Linked DNA regions of Cyprinus carpio: region 2 is linked to region 1. The links are chromatin contacts, called in public Hi-C maps. All regions are on one chromosome and are shown on one strand. The core of a region is the stretch at or near the end of the contact, and the rest is flanking DNA. Distances in the headings are between cores, read along the strand shown. Region 1 has its middle 9.4 kb from the start of LOC109047695. Region 2 holds the start of LOC109066356 (lamin-B2-like).

What was found. Hi-C and Micro-C count contacts between places; a contact is called where the count stands out from the background.
Region 2: a Hi-C map of liver shows a contact between it and region 1, with 4 times the contacts expected there. The contact joins the promoter of LOC109066356 here to the enhancer-like site in region 1. A contact is called at or near these places in 2 of 8 Hi-C or Micro-C datasets (liver and skeletal muscle).

The regions. Positions count from the first base shown.
Region 1 is chrA22:1,476,148-1,480,788 of ASM1834038v1, forward strand. It overlaps the pseudogene LOC109047470. Among protein-coding and RNA genes, the nearest start is that of LOC109047695, 9.4 kb to the right of the region's middle. Within about 2 kb of position 2,329, at least 7 of the 8 cell types and tissues checked have an H3K27ac peak or open chromatin away from gene starts, as enhancers often do. A contact at or near this core is called in liver and skeletal muscle, where this site is marked.
Region 2 is chrA22:1,547,906-1,552,545 of ASM1834038v1, forward strand. It overlaps LOC109066356 (lamin-B2-like), which reads right to left and starts at 2,037. Exons shown (of 12, transcript XM_042711629.1): 1 at 1,646-2,037. The coding sequence starts at 1,849. It overlaps LOC109066371 (60S ribosomal protein L36-like), which reads left to right and starts at 3,889. Exons shown (of 4, transcript XM_019083399.2): 1 at 3,889-4,035; 2 at 4,390-4,484; 3 at 4,608-4,640. The coding sequence starts at 4,392.

The sequences.
Region 1 (4,641 bases), core at 1,079-3,578:
GTGTGTGTGTGTGTGTGTGTGTGTGTGTGTGTGTGTGTGAGAGTGTTTGTTAGTTATTGTATGTTTATGTGAGTGTGTGTGTGTGTGTGTGTGTGTTTGTGTTTGTGTGAGTGTGAGTGTGTGTGTAAGTGTGTGTGTGTGTGTGTGTGTGTGTGTGTGAGTGTGAGTGAGTGTGTGTGTGTGTGTGTGTGTGTGTGTGTGTGTGAGAGTGTGTGTGTGTTTGTGTTTGTGAGAGTGTGTGTGTGTGTGTGTGTGCGTGTGTGAGTGTGTGTGTCAGTGTGTCTGTGTGTGTGTGTGTGTGTGTGTGTGTGTGTGTGTGTGTGTGTGAGTGTGTGTGTGTGTGTGTGTGTGTGTGAGTGTGTGTGTGTGTGTGTGTGTGATGCTGTGTGTGTCTGAGTGTGTGTGTCTGTGTGTGTGAGTGAGAGTTTGTGTGTGTGTGTGTGTGTGTGTGTGAGTGTGTGTGTGTGAGAGCGTGTGTGAGAGTGTGAGTGTGTGTGTTTTTTTGTGGGGGGGTGTGTGTTGTGTGTGTAGTGTGTGTGTGTGTGTGAGTGCGTGAGTGTGTGTGTGTGTGTGTGTGAGCGCGTGAGTGTGTGTGTGTGTGTGTGTGTGTGTGTGTGTGTGTGTGAGTGTGTAATTTGTGTGTGTGAGAGAGTGTGTGTTTGTGTGTGAGTGTGTGTGTGTGTGTGTGTGTGTGTGTGTGTGTGTGTGTGTGTGTGTAAGTGTGTACGTACTCTTCTCGGCTCCGGAGAAGATGGAGATGATCTTGTTGCGCTTGCGCTCCTCAGGCACCGAGGGGAGGGGCTTGGAGCTGTGATTGACAGCCAGCGTGTCCTTCCCGCTGCTGAAGATGGTGCTGCTCATCCTGACGGGGGGCGCGGGCGGCTTGTCCTCCAGATCCCCATTATCACACATGGTCCGGGACGAGGAGAAAGGACAGAAAGGAGGAGTGGGTTTGCAGGAGGAGATAAAGAAAAGGAGGAGTTAGAGCTGCAGGAGCAGAAGGGAAGCAGAACGGAGACGAACAGCATCAGCAACAAACACAAACACATCTGCAGCAGGCTCTCGACTCTACTCCTCAGTTTAGTTACTCTTCATCATAATTCTGTGTGAAACTGCAATTATGCACATTATAATTATTGTGATAATCAAGTATAACATTGCAGTTAAATACAAAATATGTTTTTTTTACATTTATTTTATACCAAGATTTTTTTTTAATGGTTTTAGTTTAGTTTGGGTTTCAGTGAATGATGACAAATAAATAAAATAAATAAAACCCAAAACTTTATATTTTGCATAATTGCAATTTTATATTTAATCAGAATGAAGATAACTGAATGAACATTAATGGTAAAAAAAATATATATATTTTTTTTTTACTTTCCGCAGTTTTATATTTATCATGACAATAAAAATTAATAAGAAATTATATTTGGCAAGAAATTATATTTTATTATTACGTTACGATCAATTCTCATGGAAATAATGTCAGAAAAAATTAACAATAATTGTCCTAAGATACTAGTTAATTATTACTTTAAAATAATAATAATAATAACAATAATAAATGTGATTTTTTTTAAATAAGAAATTATATTTTGTATTAATAATATTAAGGTGATTTTTAGGATTTTTATGCTTAATCATCGCGAAAAAGTGTCAGAATAAGGTAATAAAAATTATCATAAAATAAAGAATAAAAACTATTACAATTAAATAATAAATTAACAGTAATGGGAATTTTTTAAAAATAATTATATTTTGCATAAAGGATATTCAGATGATTTTACGACCATCATAACAATCTTATGCTTAATCATCTTAAAATAATGTCAGAATAAATTAATAATAATTGTCCTAAAAATAAAATGACCTTAAAACTACTATGATAATAATAAATAATAGTTTATTTCACTTAATTTACGCAGAATATATTTTCAACCCCTAATAATTAACTCTTTAATTACAATCCAGGGACAGATTTCCTCTTAATTAATGGTCAGCGGTTAATTATTATTTTAGTGACGCGTTTCTGTTGTTTCGGTCTTCTACACACACAGAGAAAGCTCAAAGCTGCTACAAGCACACAGACGAGCCCTAGTGAGCGCCCTACACAGCCAGCGTGACGGACAGCACTCAAGCGCTCGCGGCTGCTGTCTAGGTAGGCAGCACACTAGGTTTCGGGACGCGGCCGGGGGTCTCGGGTTGTGTCGCGGCTCACCTGTGAAACTCACCGCAGACTTCAGCCGCTGTGTCCGGGAGGAGGAAGGTTTCTGCGCCGCTAGCGCTGCGTTTGGGGGGTTTTTGTGCTGGTTTGAGGAAGGGGAGGCGCCCAGCAGCGTCTCTGTCTGCCCTCGCTTGCAGCGAACAGCCAGCGACTGCTTCCGGTGCGACGGGATGCTGGGGAAACGACCGACAAAATAAAAGTCTGGCGAATTCAATTTGCTATTAACAAGTTACTTATAGTTACTAATATAATGTAAGTCATATAGTGCTTTTAAGAAGTATATATTATTAACTGTATTTATTATATAAACATTAATGCATTAATATGAAGGATTATAACTTTTTTAAAGATTTATATTTTATATATATTTGATCGTTTGGAATTGAATACTTGCGCACACACATATATATTTTAATTATATATATATATATATAAATAAATATATATATATATATATATATATATATATATATATATATATATATATATATATATATATATCAGGATGAAGATAACTAAATGAATATTAACGGTGAAATATAATAAACTTTTTTTTTAATCATTTCCGCAGTTTTATATTTAATCATCATGACAATAAAAATTAACAAGAAATTATATTTTATTATTACGTTACGATCAATTCTCATGGAAATAATGTCAGAATAAATTAACAATAATTGTCTTAAGACACTGGTTAATTATTTCTATAAAATAATAACAATAATAAATGGGATTTTTTAAAATAAGAAATTATATTTTGCATTAATAATATTAAGGTGATTTTTAGGATCATCGTAGCATAATAATTGCATTTATCAAAATTGCACACACACACACACACACACATATATATATTATAAAATAAAATACTGTAATAACAGACGGACACAAAATAGTCTTTTTTTAAACAAAGTACCATTCAGTTTTTATTTTTTATAAAATTAATTTATTTAATGACGGACGGAAAATAGTTTTTTTTTAAACAAAGTACCATTCAGTTTTCTTCGTCAGATTCGGAGAAATGTAGCGTTGCATCACTTGCTCACCAACTTAGTGAATGGGTGCCGTCAGAATGAAAACATCAGAATAATCCACAGCACTCAGTTCACATCTGGAGAAGACAAAAGAATTATTGCACAGCACTCCAGTCCATCAATTAACATCTGGAGAAAACTACAGCTGAAACAAATCCAGCATTAAGACGTTTTTAACTATGTTTAGAGTTTTTTATACATTGTTTGATATGTGCAGATTTATCTCCTGATTCACACCAGAACACTTTTTCACTGGAGGAAGTGTATTTTATTATGGATTATAGACATAGACTCGTATTTTACGTCTTAATGCTGGATTTGTGATTATTCTGATGCTTTCATTCTGACGGCACCCATTCACCGTGTTGGTGAGCAAGTGATGCAATGCTACATTTTTCCAAGGAGGACCTGAATAAAGTGAGCGATGAAGAGCTGGAGCGCAGGAAGGCCCAGATGGACGAGCTGTTCGTGCGAGAGACGTGCAGCTGGGATGAAGGGCAGTCCGATGAGGAGGTTTAGAGGATCGGAAACACTGGAACGGACTGATTCAGAATAAAAACACGTGGAGAACTGGTGCATCATGGGGCTTCTGTTGAAGTGTGATGATGATGAACATTAAATCTATGCATTTGCTGCTACATGTTGTCTTCTATGGTACTCGTGTGATTTAATTTTTTATTTTAAGTCTTATCCTTTCTTCTTTTAAATAAAACAGCATGGATAATATTGAAAATAATCGAATATTTAATTTAATAAATATAAAAAAATGTAAACCCCAAGGCTAAACATTTTTTTTTACACTTTGTTCTTTAAATATTAGCATTTTTTAAATAGCTATTTTTAGTCATACCAAAACTTATTTTTTAATAATAAAAATTTAAAGTAATTTAACTGCATATATATGCTTAAAATTTATTTTTATTATTTTAGTTGATGCAGTAAAATTAATTTATTTTTGTTATTTTAGTTGTTGCAGTTGAATTTGGAATGGTTTAAAATTTTTTTTTAATTTAGGTTTTTAACAAAACAAATAGAAATTACTAAAACTTTAAAACTAAAATTAAAATATCTCTCCTGATTCAGACCGAAAAAATAACATGCATGTATATTAAAAATTATAATAAACAAAGATTAGAAGATGCATTTAAAAAACTACTTATTTTAAAACTTTACAACTAAAATAAAAAATAAATTTAATTAAAAATATTAATAAATACTAAGAGAGTAGACAATTCAAAAAGACAAAAACTTTAAAACTAAAACTAAAAAAAAAAAAAATTCAAAATATTAACAAATAATAAGATAGTAAATATATAAAAAAACCACAGCTTTAAAAATTAAAATGAAGAGGGAAATTCTAAATAAATAAATACATCCAAA
Region 2 (4,640 bases), core at 787-3,286, 71 kb after region 1:
TAAAAGTAAGAAACGCACTCGTTTTTATTTAACACTTCACATTTTTATTTAAATTAAGTTGAAGCGCTAAAATAAAACTAAATAAACTAAAATTAAAAACGTTTAGAAAATGCTATACTATAATTTTAATTCAGTTTAAGTTGAAAAACTAAATAATAAAGAATACAATATAAACATTAAAAATGAAAATAAATCGCAACAAATTACTAAAACTTTAAATGAAAGTGAAAACAAACAACAAAATATATATAGTAACCCATTTCCATGATGAAAAAAAAAAAACGATAATAATAATTGTGAATTTATTATTATTATTTGTTTATAATAGTTTTTGTGTATTTTTTTTATTATTTTTTTTCGATGTTTTTTAATTGTGTGTGTGTGGCTTATAATTCACGAACAACAAGATAATTATTTTCTATATTATATTTATTCTATGCTTTTTTTGGTTATAACCTACAGGTAGGTTTTGTGTTGTCCATATTTTTTTTGTTTTATTTTTTTGGTTGTTTTTTTGTTGTAGGTTTTTTGTTTTTGTTGTTTTTTTTTTGTTGGTGCTTAATAAATAAATTACTTAAAAATACTACACCAGTACTACAAAAACAAACAAGGAAAAATAGACGTGATAAGGCACTGAAAGACATTTAAATAAATAAAACCTCACAGGAACATCAAGTATTTTCATATCAACTTCAAATTTGGAACACAACTTATTTAGACACAAGGCTTTAATTTTACACCAATTTTAGAGTAAAACCTGTTATGTAAAATATTTTATAATAAATAAAATATACAGGATATTTAAACTTCTATAACTTTTTGATACTTTAAATTTTTTGAAAAAAAAAATTCCACTTTTTCTGCTAATTTTCTTCTTTAAAAAGAGACCAACTTTAGGTCTATATTACAAAGTGTTCATAAATTACACCAATTTAAGTATGGATGGTGCACTTTAATGCCTATTTTAAAAAACGTGGGGTGACAGTTAAAGGGTTAAGCAACTTCTATCAGACATTACTTGTAAATAAACTCAGTTTGAGTGGAAATCACTGAACAGAATGCTGTTTTTAGCACAAAGCAAGACGTTGAACTGCATTCAAACCATTTCTTTTTGTATTTCTGATTTGTGAGGGGTGCAGTCTGATGTGGTCACCATTCAAAACAATAACAGATCAGATTCAAATTTGAAAAGTGCATTTGGCCACTCCCAAAACTTTGAGGAAAACGCCCAAACACGCCAGGAGTCCGGGACAACATGCAAACGCACACTTTTAACGTGCTTTTGAACAAATACACGCATAACTAAGAGATCAACTCATGCATAAACACAAATAAAACGCACAAATCAGACGCATTACTAGCCCCACTCCCTGAGTACATTTTATAGAGCTCGCACACATTTGCTTTTACATGCAGTGTATAGATTTGTATGTGCAAAATACAGTTTTCAGTGCACAGGCTTGATTGTGTCAAAATGCATAACTTCCTAGCGCGGCTTTTCAAATGCTGTGCCCTCTCTCAACACACTGTTAAGTTTTATAGATTTAATGCACACTAAAAGCACTGAATTTGAGGGAAACGTGGAGACCGCACGCGCACGCGGGTTTATCGCTCGTAAAAGCAGCACAAAGGAACGGCTCTGCACCTCTCTGGTAGTTACTTCCTCCTTCTCGGACACTTTGACGAGCAGCCGGTCGTTCTCGAGCTCCAGCGAGCGCACGCGGTCGATGTAGACGGCCAGGCGGTCGTTGAGCGCGCTCAGCTCCTCTTTCTCCTGCAGGCGCGAGATCCGCGCGGGGCTCAGCGGTGTTTGGGCGGCCGTCGCGCGGCTCGGGGTTGCGGTCGCCATATCGCTTCACGCTACAGACCCACTTCAGCTCAAATAAACACTCCTCCAGAGTTCCACTTCGACCCGGTGTACGCAGCGGCCTCCGAGTCGCACTTGGAACGGGTTTCCGGTGGCGTTTGGAAGTTTTTGTTTAAGGAGTTTTTGAATGAATCCGTGTTTTGTAGTCCGAGTGCTGGTGGGCTGTCTCTTGTATGTGGAACGTAGGATGTTAAAAGTGGATGGCGGGAGCGTCAATAAAGCGGCGAAATTCAGCCGAAGTGGTCATGGGAGTTGTAGTCCGAAACTCCAAAATAATTATTTTTTTCATTACTGTCATTATTTTTTTATTTTAATATATCATATTATTACTGTTTAGATTTTCGAACAGCTTTAGCGACTTCATTTTGTGTTTTTTCATAGTTTTTGAGTTTTATCCATATTTTTACATTTGTGTGTTGCTTATAATTCACGAACAACGAGGTGGAAAATATTTTATATATATATATATATGCGACTTCATTTATATATATATATATCTATAATATATATATTATATATATATGTTATAATATAGAAAATATTTTTTATTTATTTATTTTTATATTTTTTTTTTATTCTTTATTTTTTTTTTTTGTGGTTTTTCATTTTATGTATATATATATATATATATATAGGGTGCGATTTGTGAAAAAAAAAGAGGGGGGGATTGCTTTTGAAAAATTTTTATGAAATGAATTTTTTTTTTTAACGGAAATTGTATTTAGTGTGATCTCAGTTTAATAAAAACATTGTAAGCCTACGTTAGGCCTATTAATTGTAATGATTTAATGTCCACGGTTATTCAAACAACAAATTACATAGAGAAAGCGAGCAAAGAACACAACGGAGCTTTTTGAAACTTCGAATCAGTTAAACCATTGCGTCGCAAAATGAATCACTGTTTCGAAGCTCTCCAATCGGATCGGCGTATCGCAGAATCATTTGATTCAGATCGGGACGTCAGAGCAGGTTTGCATGATGTTTTTATTCATCCCACCGGGGGTAAAAAGGGATAAAAGTAGGCAGGGATGCATAGACCAGAGGGGGGGAAATCCCCCCCATCCCCCCCGGCAAATCGCACCATATACACATATATAATGTTAAAATCATTGTTTAGTTTAAATTGCCTTGTTTTATTATGCCTTACTGTAGCACTTTGAGATTTTTTTTAAATGTAAAGTGCTTTATAAATAAAATTCACACACACATATATATATACATACATACACACACACACACACATAATATATATATATATACACACATTATAGCGGATACACACATACATACACACATAGATATATATATATATATACACACCACATACACATACCTATATACACATACATTATATATATATACATACATATATATATATATATATATATCTATATATTACAAATATTATATATATACATATATATATTATATAATACATATATATACACACATATATATATATATAGATACATACACACATATACACACACACATAATATTACACATATATATATATACATATATATATATTACCACACTATATACATAATAACACATAGATATACACACCATATAGACAACATATTACAATATATAATATACGTATATGTATATATATAATATATATATATATATATCTATATATATATATATATATATATATATAATATATATATATATTATAGTTTTTTTTTTTTTTTGTTTTTTTTTTCTTTTGTTTGTGGCTCATAATTCACGCACTGGTTTTTAAACTTCAGTGCGATTTGAAACAAAAAATAAAATAAAAAATACTACAGCAATACTACAAAAACCACCGAGGAAATAGACTCGATAAGACACTTAAAGGCGTTTAAAATCTAATAAAACGTTTTTAAAATATTATTTTAAGAATTCTAATGCTAATAACATTTGGAAACGTCCAACAAAAATAATAGAAATCGAATGGTTCTATTATTATTAGAATAAAATTATTTTTAAAATCATAACTTTAAAGTAATCTCTCAAGATGTTGTGTTTGTAAAAACGAAGCTATAAAAGATCGTTGATTCTCTTCTAGGCGGCGCCACTTATTTTTCCCGCGAACGCTCGTCTTGCCGTCGCGTGTGAAAGACCAGCTTCCGCCTCGGAGCGGTCCTTCCGGTTTGGACGCCATTAGCAGCAGAGCGCAGGTATGAATCTCCGGAGAATCACGAGTGATAAAATCTCCTTGATATCTGATCCATCGCGCCCCAAATCCTCACAGAATCGCTCGCTTTTAAAAATATAAACCACAACGCGCGATTCCCAGCAGCTATTGCGAAGCCAAAGCGCGAGGTTTGCTCGATGTTTGAGAATCTCGCGCCAAGCAGTCGCGATTCCCTCATGATAAACAAAGCGAAAACGCTCCAAAATGTGCATTTATTCGCTGTTAGTGTGGAATATTGTTATTTGATGATTTTAAGCTGTCCAGTAGGCATCCTCAGAACACATGACAGTGCTTCAAACTCTTATGATTTTATATTAAAACGCATTTCTCTCCACAGAGATGGCCATCAGGTATCCTATGGCGGTTGGTCTTAATAAAGGCCATCCAGTGACCAAAAACGTCACCAAGCCCAAGCAGGGCCGCAGGAGAGGAGTGAGTACTCCTCAAACACTCTTCTAACGATCATTAATAAGATTAGTGTGACTGTTTTTGAGTTCTGCTAATGCAGGAGCGCGCTGTGTTGTGTTTTCTCCCATCATGCACCTTGCGTTCCAGCGCCTGACCAAACACACCAAGTTCGTGCGCGAC